2 separate regions of the Mus musculus genome follow, and region 2 is linked to region 1. A link is a contact called in public Micro-C data. All regions are on one chromosome and are shown on one strand. The core of a region is the stretch at or near the end of the contact, and the rest is flanking DNA. Distances in the headings are between cores, read along the strand shown.

Region 1 (5,696 bases), core at 138-2,637:
CATATGCCTTCGTAGACATCCTCATTCCTCCACACTCACCTACGCATAGATGTGCCCCCCCTCCACCTTGCACATTCTAAGAATGCCCCAGTATTTCCCCTTCGAGAGCTGTCGCCTTCATGCCAACCTGCCCGTGCTCACATCTATACATACCCACATGCATGTGTCCCTCATTGTCACAAGCCATATTTGAGGAAACGAGGAAGCCACGGGCACCAACACATATGCATGCCACTTCCCACAAGAGGACAGGCAACCCACATGGCTGCCTGTGCACACATGTATATCTGAGCGCCCGTCAATCCTTGCCTGGATTCTGGCATTGCCTTTTGTAGGTTCCAAGACACAGACTTTGAAAACATGTTTGCTCCTTGGCCACACTGGGTCAGCCTGATTCTTCACAGGCCAACAGGTTTGCACACCTACTCAAGTCTACCCACAGCCAGAGGTCTGTGCCACACTTCCCACCTACCCACCTCCTACTGCTTCAAAGTTGCCCCTCCCCACATAGAAACAGCCTGGTTGCTACAGTACTCCCTCAACATGTACTCCCACCCACATGACAAGTGACATGTCCACCCCCTAAAAATACTGGCTCTTGGGGCCCCTGCCACATATACCCACAGGCTACTCGGATAAATGCTGCCCCCGCACACATGTACCTCACGCGGAAAAATGTTCTGAAACATGCTACAAGCCGGTCAGAAACCCTAAAGGAATCTAACTGCGTAGAGACAGACCTATCTACGCAAGCTAGCCTCCAGCCTCCTCCCAACCATGCAGACACGTTGTACACACCGGGCCCCCTTCCCCAAGCCCATTTCAAAAAGCTACTGGCATGCCAGAGGGAAGGCTCCCCCACCCGGCTGAACCTTTTGGCTTTGCCGACTGCGCAGAATGGTCACGGGGTAACTAACTGTGTCGCCCCGGAGACCAGATCCAGCTGTTAAGCTCTTTGCCAAGGACTTAGGGGAAAGGGGACAAGGTCGCCAGGCCTGGCAACCCAGGTGGACAGCCAGGACAGTGGCGAGACCCTGGTGGCCGCAGCTCTTAACCTCCCAGAATAGGCAGGATGGTTTGGGGGGGAGAAGCGCACTTACCTGGCTTCAGCCGGCCCTGCAGAGGGATACTTGGAAGAGAAGGAAGGGAGAGACTCTGTGTAGATAGATGATGATCTCTCCAGGCAGGGGACAGCAGCCTGACGCCTGGGGTCACAGGCAGCGGGGCTCGCTCGCTCCTCTCTGGGCTACTGGGAAGTCGGCTTCCATGCCCCACAGGCAGCGCCTGTCTGGCTCTGCAGCTATAGCTACTGCTCCCGGCAAGAAAACGGCGGCGTTGCTGGGAACCCAGCGAGTAAGCGCGCAAGAAGAGAGGCAAGAGCGAAATCAAAGCAGCGTGGAGGAGAGAGAGGCAGAGAAATCGAGAAGGAACAGGAGAGCCAGACCGAATCTGGCTCCACCAATGGGATCAGTGGCTGCTCAGCGTCAGGTGATAACAAGCAAGCTTGGTCCCTGCTCGCCCAGGCTTGTGGGAGGGGGAAAGGGCAGAGGGTCCCCTGGGAGCTATACAGATGTCCTTGGAGGCAGCAGCTGTAGCTTCTGCCACCTTTCCCCCATTCTTCCAGGGCAAGATGCCTCCTGAAGTCCGTTCAACACACCTCCTACTTGGAATTCAGCCCCCAAACTTTAAGGTGCTCAGAGAGGGGTGGAGCTTAACCCACGGGCTCAGGAGGCTGGGTAAGGGAAGGGTCTCAAAAGAAGTGTCAGAGCTGGGGTTGGTGGGACCTTATCCTCAGTCTAGGTGTCTCCTGGGAGACCTTCACTGATGCACCGCACAATTTTCTTACCAACTCTTATCAAGAGAAACCAGCCCAGCAGCTTTAGAGACTCTGGAGTGTCCAAGGAGAATCTTCTAGCAGCTTAAGAGTCCCTAAGTAAAGGAGTGGGAGAGAGGCGTTGTAAAATAGGGAGGGATGCACAGAGGCAAGAATGTGGAGGGTGGAAGGATACACAGAGCTTTGAGTGTTCTCATCCCAACCACCCTCCAGGCTCAGGCCAGCAAAGCCCTGAGATTGCAGTCAGAAAGGACCATCAGCCGGAGGCTTGTCTACAACCTAGAACTGAGGGCGGTTGGAGTCCCCTCCCCCCCCCCCCCAAAAAAAAAAAAAACTCAAGGGAATTTGATGGAAGCAACAGTGACCAAGAGACAATACAATGATAAAAAGGACAGTTTTTGTAATCTGATGGAGATAGGAACAATTTCATCTCTATAGTTTTCCAGCTAGGTGACCTCGGTCAGCGACTGTCTCATTTGTGAAGTGGGCTGATAATACAAGTTTATTGTTATCGTGGAATGAGATCATTATGTAAATCACTTAGCTCTGGGCTTGGCACCTGAGAAATGTCAGGCAAGTAGTAAGAGTTGCTATCTTTCTCATGGTGACAGTCTCTGCCCCTGCAAAGAGTCTGCAGACTTCTAAGGAGTAGGAGAGACATTTGGAGGATACACGGAAGAAAATAAGGAGCCTCTGGTTGACCCCTCTGTACCTACTGATACAACCAAGGACCACAAATATGTTTTAGGGGCTGGGGAGATGGCTCAGAAGAACACTTGCAAAGAACTCAAGTTCTAGTCCCAGCTCAGAACCATCTTTAACTCCAGCTCAAGGGCATCCCATTGTCCCTTTCTGGTCCCTGCTGACACTGTACCCATGTGGTGCTGTTGTATAACAGTTTCCTCCAGGATTGAAACATTCCATCCTGCAGGGAAGCTCCTTAAGCAGGAAGGTAACCAACTCAAAATAGATTCAGGAAGTCCCTGAAACTGACCAGAATCACTGCGCCCCCTTGACCAGAATCACTCTCTCTACCAGAGTAAGCAATAATAGCCTGAGACTCCCTCTCAGAGGAGCAAGGCTGAGCTGCAAAGAAGACTCTCTGACAAACCAAGAAGACTCTGAAACCAAATCAGTTCCCTGGGAAAAACAAAAAATAGAAACTAGCTGGACAGCTGGGAAGAGGTTTAGACCATCTGAGAAACGTGGAAAAGATACCCTCTAACCTGCTGGGCAGCCTGCAGGCTGTGCAGTGTGCTCCAGGTTCCTGGCTTTGAGAGCTGTCACCCATGTTGGGGGTGGGCTTTCTGTTGGGGTGGGCTTTGGAGATGCAGCAGTCTTTGAGTCTTTTCTGCTCCATTAAGTAAGCCCTCACCCATAATCCTGTAAGTAACCCCAATAAAACCCATTGCTTTACCAAGTTGGGCTTTGGAGGTTTCTGTACCTTGGTCTATCATGGGCTCCCTATCTAGGGTAAGAAAATGTGTGTGTTCTCTCTCTCTCCAGGAAAAGTTTTGTCACACAACATGTGCATTGACATACATGCAGGCAAAACACCCATACACACACACAATAAAATAAAATTTAGAACTTTTTCGTCTGATGGACAGTGGTAGCACACATTTGTGATCCCAGCACTTGGGAGGTAGAGGCAGCCAAGTCACTGAGTTTGAGTCTAGCCTGGTATATAGAGCAAGTTCTAGGACAGCCAGGGATACCCAGAGCAACCCTATCTTGAAACAAACAAACAACAAAACCTTTTTTTTTTCCCATATTGAATTTGTAGTGCTAGGGATTTTGCTCAGTTGGTAGAGTACTTGAATACTGCACAGAATGTACCAAGTTCACACCAGGAGTGGCACTGCGTGCATGTAATCTAGTGCTAGGGAGGTAGAGACAGAAGAAAATCAAGAAATTCAAGATTATCCTTAGCTACATAGGGAGTTTGAAGCTAGCCTGAGCTATGTAAAATTTAATTGTGTTTGTGTTAAACATGTACAGACTTTTCGTTTTATTTCTTAAACCTCATGTAGTTTTTAGATTGTATTAGGTATTAGTAAATTATGGAAGATACACATAAGCTGCATACAGATTCCATACCAGTTGTTGTATAAAATACTTGAATATCCTCTGGGTTGGTATCTGTGGAGATGTTGAATCCAAGTCCATTGGTGCTTAGAGATGGTGTCCGGCAAAGTTCTGGGTACAGAGCAGGAAGAAAGGTCAACACCCACAGAGGAGATGGCAAAGGAGAAGGGGTAAGGGATGGAGAGGGGGTGATGGGGACAGTGGATGACAGGACTGAGGACCTCAATGCAGAAAGCACGAGCTGAGCATCAAGGAACTTGTATGGAGAGCAATGTGGGGTCTGTGAATCCTGGCAGTGTCTATGACAAGCAGAAGCCAGCCTGCCTTAAATGGGCGTGAGAACCTGAGCGAGTCTGGTCAGATCATGAACCACAGAATGTGGAGTGGTGTGTCACACAGGCAGGATTAAGCACCCCTTCGGCCAAACGCAAGGGCCCGGCCCCTCACACACCCACACTGAGATGTTGAAACTCAGAAGAGATTTGAGACATCACCACCCAGTCAGGAACAGTTTCAGTTGTCTAGCCTAAAACCCTAAGACCAATCTGAAGGGCAGCACAGGGGAAAGGAAAGATTCTCTGTGACTCAGTTTCTCTTCCTGAAACAGGAAGAGTCCTGAACTATCTATGCTTCTCACCCTTTCAAGGTGGCACATGAAGTCCGCCAGGGATCGTGAGCTACGGTGGGGGATGGGGTGGGTTAGCAGCCGCATGAATGACCCTTTGTGCAGCTGTGTGCCCGTGAGCCAGACGAGCAGGTGAGGACACAACCCTCTGTGTCATGCCTCTTCTTGCCTCAAAGGACTCCTCTCAGAACAGGAGGGAAACTCATGGTCAGAACAAAGCAAAGCCAAGTATAACTAGCTACACATAGAAAAACTATCAGCCAACCAAGCGTATGCAGTGCTACGTTGGTTCTGTTTGGTCTTCTTGTTGTTTTTAGACAAGGTTTCACTATGAAGTCTATGCCTGGCTTGGAACTCATTATATAGGCCTTGACCTCACAGAGATCTGTCTGTCTCTGCTTCCAGACTGCTGGGATTAAAGATGTGTGCCACCCTGCCTAGCCAACTATGTTGGGTTAGTAATCTTTCCTTACACAAGTCACACATGGACACTGTAGAAAGATGTAGGCACTTCACTGAAAAAATTAAGAGAGAATTAAAGTCACTAGTTTCCCCGCCTTTCAGAGATAGGTATATGATATGTTCGTGTGATTTGTTACCAAAAGTGGAAGGGTTCTAACCTGCTTTTCTGATTTAACAATACCATTTGACTTATGATACGGTCTAAATTGCTGTCTTGGGTTCCACTGTCAGGTCCTTTTGGGAAGCAACCCTCTACTCATCTGACTCTCTCTCTCTCTGTTTCTAAACAATACTAAACTGAACGTGTTTATAACAAAATTTCTTCTCATGCCTCAATCACACTTTTAATAAATATGAAAATTTAAGTATGATATCAAAATGCAGATTTAATAAAGTATTTTTTTTTAAATATCAGACAGTTGTGATGGCCCACACCTCCAGCACTGTGAGACTTCAACAGAAGAATTGCCTTGAGTTCTATCCAGGTCAGCCTGGGCTACAAAGTGAGATTATGTCCATTAAAGAAAAAAAAAAAAAGTCAGAATCAAGCCAAAGCAAACAGAACAAAATCACTACGCATACTAAACAACCCATTTATGTGACAATTGAAGGGACTGACAGTTTTTGTTTGCTGTTTGTTTGTTTGTTTGTTTGTTTGAGACAGAGTTTCTCTGTGTAGCCCCGGCT
Region 2 (6,142 bases), core at 2,501-5,000, 320 kb before region 1:
CTCCACAGCTTCCGAAGACCTCCCTGGGAACCACATATCCCATCTTCTGGCCATCCCCTACTTTGGGCCTTTTTTAAGTATGACATTGTCATACTCAGTTGCCTGTGGCCAGTCAGGCACAGAGGAGTCTTGCTGGAGGGAGCTGGGACCCCCATCGGCAGTGGCCTGCTCCCTCCATGTCTCCCCTGAGGGCCTCTGTGTCCTGTCATAGAGGGACAGGGCAGCCACACCCTCAGGCTCATCATATATATGGTCAGGTAGAGGGGCCCCAGGATCCTCCTGAATGCTGTCATACAGTGGGTCGGGAAGGTGTGGAGGGGGGCCCGTCAGGAGGCCCCTGAAGCTCTTCCTCAGGGAGTGAGCCACCGTATCAAAGGGTACGGCATACTCCCCCTCAGGGGCCCCTGGCCTCATGCCAGGCACCAGTGTGCCAGGGGATGGAGAAGGCAGAGAGTCGTGGGGCCGGGAATAGGGGCTTTCAGGTCGAGGCAGCACAGTGGGCATCATGGGCCCTGTGGCTGGCAGGGATGGAGGCCCGGAAGGGGTGGCATTCTTCTGGACAGCAATGACCTTTTCTAAGGCTTGGAAGATCTCATTGCCGTGTCGTGTTTCGAACTCAAAGTTGCCCTCTCCAGAGAGACAGCGTCTGCCAGCCTCAAAGGAAAAAGTTGCCTACAGTGAGGGGGGAAAAGAGGGAAAGAACTGTTCTTCCCTGGACTCCACCCACATGGAAAAGTGCTGACCCTGGCACCAGAAACTTCTCTTGGAGCTCTTGGAGCTCTTGCCCCTCTGCCTCTGCATTTTGTTTGTTGGGGTTGGTTGTTTACTTGGGAAAAGGCTCTCACCATGTAGCCCAGGCAGGCCTTCAACTCTGTCTCCTGCCTCAGCCCCCTCAGTGCTGACATTATAGCTGTGTGCCACCACATCTGGCAAGAACACGCTCCTCCCCATCCCTTCTCCACATCATCTCTCCTCACCTAGGCCTCTTGGCTTTCACTCCTTCCCCTCCCACCTCTGCTGTCTCTCTAGATGACCTTCCTCCTCGATCCACTCTCTCTTTATTGGCTCTCTGCCCCTCCCTCGTTGTTCTCCTTAGGTAACTCATCTTTGGTCTCAGCCCTTCACTCACTCACCTTGTCACGCCCAAAGCGTCGAAGAAACCTGTAGGGCCAGTCATATAGCTGTGTGCCTGGCTCAGGGCCACCCCACAGCTCCAGGGCACTCACCCCGGTCCGGAGAGTATAGGACCCTCGGAGCCGGCAGCGCTCACTGGCTTCTGTGGGTCGTATGGTCACCATATATTCCTTGCAGAGCCCTGGAGAGGAGAAGAAAGAGAGGCAGCTTCAGGAAACAGTGGGCTCCTTCTCCACCAACCCATCCTTAGTAAGCATGCCAGAAATTCTTGAGAAAACCCTGTTCGTGTTATCTGTGATCCCACCACAGATCTTAATGCCTAGGCTGCTGACCCCACCTCCTCCCCTGGAAGGCATTCTTCAGGCCCTCGGCCATACCACCCCAACCCTGTGCCCACATCCTTCCTGCCACTGCTGCCAGAGCCACAGCTTGGTTTTCTCCACACCATCCATCACTCCCCAAGACCCTGATGCTAAGCCCCAGGTGAAGCCTGCCCCTGCGACTCCCATAGCCAGTGCCCCTTCCCGTGGGTGGAGTGTAAACGGAAGAGTTTCTCTCCCACACCTCCGTGATGAGCCTAGAAAGCACAAAGAAAGCCAGAACTGGGCCTCCCTTATCAGCACCGCATTTCCCTATTCACAGGACGCCCTGCACTGCCAAACAGACACGAAGCAATTCTCTCCTCCCACAATCACTTCACGCCCCACAAAGAGAGAGTCAAACCGAGACCCTCAGCCTCAGTCAGGGCAGGCTGAGCCAAGGCAGACACTGGGGTAGGCCGGGTTCCAACGACCTTGAGCCACACCAAGAAGCCAGGAAGAGACGCTGATAAGCTGGGCCCAGGGTAACCACAAGGCAGGAAGACCACAAGCCAGCCCATGCCTCCTCCCTCCCGCACCATAGGCCCCTCAGCCCCAACTCTCACCTGTGGTGGAGCTGCTATACAACTCGTTCTCCTCCATGCAGGGACTGCCGCTCTTTTCCTCCAGTCCTGGTGACCCTTTCCTCTGTCCCTGAGGAGGCAGGTCCCGGGTCTTAGCACCAGAACCCACCCCAAGGCTCTCTGACATTCGCTTTCAGTGCACACCCAGCCAGCTGGTTCTGGGTGCACTTCAAACTGGGCTCCCTTAAGGAAGAACTCCCCTAAAAAAGAGTTTTGGTTCTTCTACCACCTGTCCACAGGAAGTATCTAAGTAACATCGCCCTCCCCTGGTGGCCGCCCTCCCCTGGGCCACTTTGTACCCCTCACCGGGAAAGCCAACAGGCAGATGGCCTGTATCCAGTCACTGCGCTCTGCCGAGGGGGCTGCCAGTAGGTACAGGCGCTCCTTGGTCTCCAGGATGAAGGCACTGGTGTCCCGGGGGCTGCTGGCCTCACTGCCTACCTCTGCTACCCGTAAGCAGTCACTGAGGCGGACAACCTTCCGAGTGGCCTCTCCTCGCCGTGTCTTCTCGGGGACATCCTGGAGCTCTAGTCTGGCTAGGGCACAGCCAGACTCTCCATATAACACGGCTGCGAACCGGCGCCACTTCTGAGCCCAGGTATGCCACGTAGAGGCCAAGTGGGAACCATCGGAGATGGAGAGATGGTCATGAAAGGGGAGAAGAGGAACTGTGGGAGAGGTAGAGGGGCTGGGGCAGCCACACAGGATGGGGAGAATGGCAAACATCACAGCCAGTCAGAGAGGCCCGAGAAGACAACAGAGACCATGGAATGACAGAGCTGACCAAGATCCGCAGGCTAGCCAAAGGCCACAGTAAATGTCCAATGGATGCAGAGTCCAGGAAGATGACAGGCCCATCAGCCAGGTAGTGGGAACAAAAGTCACTGAGCCCAGAGATGAACAGTGAGGGGAGAGTAGCCTAGACCAGGGACAAGTCTTCATTTCATAGGAAGGTTCTGGCTCCAAAATTTCCCACCTCCTCTCCTTTTTTGTCTCACTGATTAAGGAGTTGGACCATGAGAGACAAACAAAGAAACAGAGACCTAGACAGGGTGAGGTGGGTGTTGGGGTAAGCACAGCTGGGTAACAGCAGGAGGCAGAAGAGCTTCCCCTTCAAAGAGGCTAGGGAAGGAAGAGGTTGGAACACCCTGGGGCCACAGCTCAGTAGCAGTCAAAGGTGAGAGGGACCTCTGCTGTCATCCCAAACTGACTGGCCCCCAACTCTTCCTTCCGTACCCGCCCAAGGTACCCCCAAATTCAATACTGAGCAAGGGAACAAAAAGAGAGAGAGATAATGTCAGAATCTGCTTCCTCCCCCACAAGCAAGGACAAACAGCCCTCAGCAAAGAGCGATCCAGAGCCTGGTTTAGAAGGCAAGGCACGTTGAGAAGGCAGACATCTTCCCCAAGTAGTGTTCTTGTCTAAACTGGTGGAGCACATGGTCTCATAAGGGTCAGGGATATTAAGACACCCTTCTACCCGGGATAGTAACAGGGCCCTCCCCCAAGCTGCTCCGCCCAGCGAGAGCCCAGCCTTACTCTTACCTTGCCAAAGGTCTGCTGCTGCTGAAGATGCAGGAAGCCCTGCTTCACAGCTGGCTCCTCCATCCTGACCATCGCAGCTTCAGCTCCCCACTGCCATTGCCTCTGCCCTCTCTCTTCTCTCTTCTGGGCCTGTTCCCCCTTCTCTCTAGTTCATTTCCTCTCTGACTAGAGTTTTTCTACACTATTCTAGTCTGCTTGATGACGACAGGCTGATAGGCCCTGTGGTTTCTTGCTCTGTGTGCGCCTTTTTTTTTTTTTAAGTGCACTTCACGAGCAAGCTTCCTTCCTGCATTTCCAGTGAGTAACATGCAATTTCCAAAAAAAGCCAAATTTCACACTTCTGCAGAAGCTGGTGTGAAGGACTGAGCCATAAGAACAAAGAGACCCCAAAATCAAGTTGTTCAAGAAAGTCCGGGGTGAGGGCTCTACATTCAGGCAGGATGCTGAGTGTGTCAGGGCTGGAAAAGCCCTTTGGAATCAATCACCATAACCTACTCATTGAAAAGAGAAAACTGGGGCTGGAGAGGTGGCTCAGCGGTTAAGAGCACTGACTGCTCCTCCAGAGGTCCTGAGTTCAAATCCCAGCAACCACATGGTGGCTCTGTAATGGGGTCTGATGACCTCTTCTGATGTTCCTGAACGGAGCAATGTACACGTACTCATATGCATAAAATAAGTAAATAAATCTTGAAAGAAAGAAAAAAGAAAGAAAGAGAGAAAGAAAGAGAGAAAAAAAGAAAAGAAAAGAAAAGTAAAGAAAAGAAAAGAAAAAAAAAGAAAAGGAGATAGAGATGGTCTGAAGGGCCTATAAGGCTAACACCCAGAACCCAAGTCTCCCAGCTCAAGCAAAGATGAGCCATATACTGGGTAAATTACAGATAGATAAAACATGTGTGTGTGTGTGTGTGTGTGTGCACGCACACACACACAACACGCACCAGTCCCATTGTATGAAAGTATTTCCTGCCTGCCAAAAACACATACAATACACAAGTCTGTGGTGAATCTAGCAATAAGAACAACATACAATACACAAGTCTGTGGTGAATCTAGAAATAAGAACATTCTCTCTAGAAAAAGATTTCCTCCCCAAGTCTAACTCAGCTGTTGGCTTCCTTCCTCACTTGGGTTCAAGTGGGACTTACCTTAAACTGTGGGAACTTCAGAACTTCCAATTCTTCTATGCGTGCCAAGCCTGGTGTAGCACTGGTGGAGACAGAGCGACATGTAGCCCCTGGTGTGAGCCTCCACAAGTGTCAATGGCTGCTGTGAGAGGGAGACTTGTTTGTGTAGTGCATATTTTCACTCTGAGGAATGTCCTCTGTTTCAATGTTAATGACTCCATGCTAATCAGAGACAGCGTGAGTCCAGGAAGCGAAAGTGAGGCCTGGAGGCAAAGGTGAGGTGGCTATGTCTCCAGAAAAATGGTAAATGCTGAGACTTTCAGGACAGCCCTTGAGGCTATGGGAAAGAACTCTAAATACATGAGTTCAGTATATATATATATATAGTTTCTCAACTATGCAAAATATAGGGATGCGATATGAATTACAAGGAATGAATTCATGAATCTAAAGGAATAAAGGCAGCCACACTATGAGTCAGCTTATCAGGCAGATTCCTGAGCTCCAGGTCAGCCTAGGACAGAGGGAGGTTAGGCCCAGGTGTGGTCAGGGCAGTGTCTCACCTAACTCTCTTATTGTCTGTTCTTAACAAAGGTCTGTCTAGACCTCTGAATTCTTTTGCAATATTAAGAAAAAAAAATGTATGTTTGCTGTCTCCTAAGAATCAAAGGTCTGGGGTCATGGGATGTATACTTGATTATCCTACGAGATAATTGAAAGGGAAACCTGGAGTAAATGACTGGAGTAATATGTAAAATAAAAGACTGGACCTGTGCTCTTCAGGAAATAAATGAATGAGCTATCCAGAGAATTTTTTAGGAAAAAAAAAGTGAACTACTTGGAGAACAGACAGACATGCACACACAGAGACACAGAGACAGATAGACAGACAACACACACACAAGGAGGCAGGACATAGACAGAGAAATCTCTTAGAATAGCAAGCAAGCAGAACAGAGATCTCCAGAGAGAAAGCAGACAGACAAAGAGAGAGACAGACTGGAAAAGCTTTATCAAGCAGAACATAGCTCGGACCCACGATTTGACTTCAAGTCGTTCTTTCCACTGCTCCCAGAAACCCATTCTCTCAGAACCCCTCTCCATGCCGAGGCTGGTCCTTGCCATCTACTGTCTCACCAGTCACGTTTTATTCTCTGACAAAGGTGGGGACGAGGGGGACATAAGCATACCTGCTTGCAACTTTCCTGAGATCACAGAACTGTTAGGGGTGGATGGGTAGGCCATTAATGCAATGGGGTTTTGGTTTGTTCGTTTGTTTCATTGGTTGGTTTTTGATCTTTTGAGACGGAGTCCTATGTTTCACGGGCTAGTCTCCAATACATGTGCCATCATACCTAGCTAGTACAACTTTTTTTAATCGTGTGTGTGTGTGTGAG

The links. Hi-C and Micro-C count contacts between places; a contact is called where the count stands out from the background.
Region 2: a Micro-C map of embryonic stem cells shows a contact between it and region 1, with 1.8 times the contacts expected there. The contact joins the promoter of Dok2 here to the promoter of Phyhip in region 1. A contact is called at or near these places in 10 of 484 Hi-C or Micro-C datasets (the G1E-ER4 cell line, cardiomyocytes, embryonic stem cells and 4 more) and 2 of 115 datasets of contacts at active chromatin or transcription factors (embryonic stem cells and pancreatic cancer cells).

The regions. Positions count from the first base shown.
Region 1 is chr14:70,453,208-70,458,903 of GRCm38.p6, reverse strand. It overlaps Phyhip (phytanoyl-CoA hydroxylase interacting protein), which reads right to left and starts at 1,387. Exons shown (of 5, transcript NM_145981.3): 1 at 1,101-1,387.
Region 2 is chr14:70,771,989-70,778,130 of GRCm38.p6, reverse strand. Dok2 (docking protein 2) reads right to left here and starts at 3,750. Exons shown (of 5, transcript NM_010071.2): 1 at 3,622-3,750; 2 at 2,384-2,665; 3 at 2,060-2,147; 4 at 1,134-1,315; 5 at 1-672. The coding sequence starts at 3,693. The coding sequence ends at 58.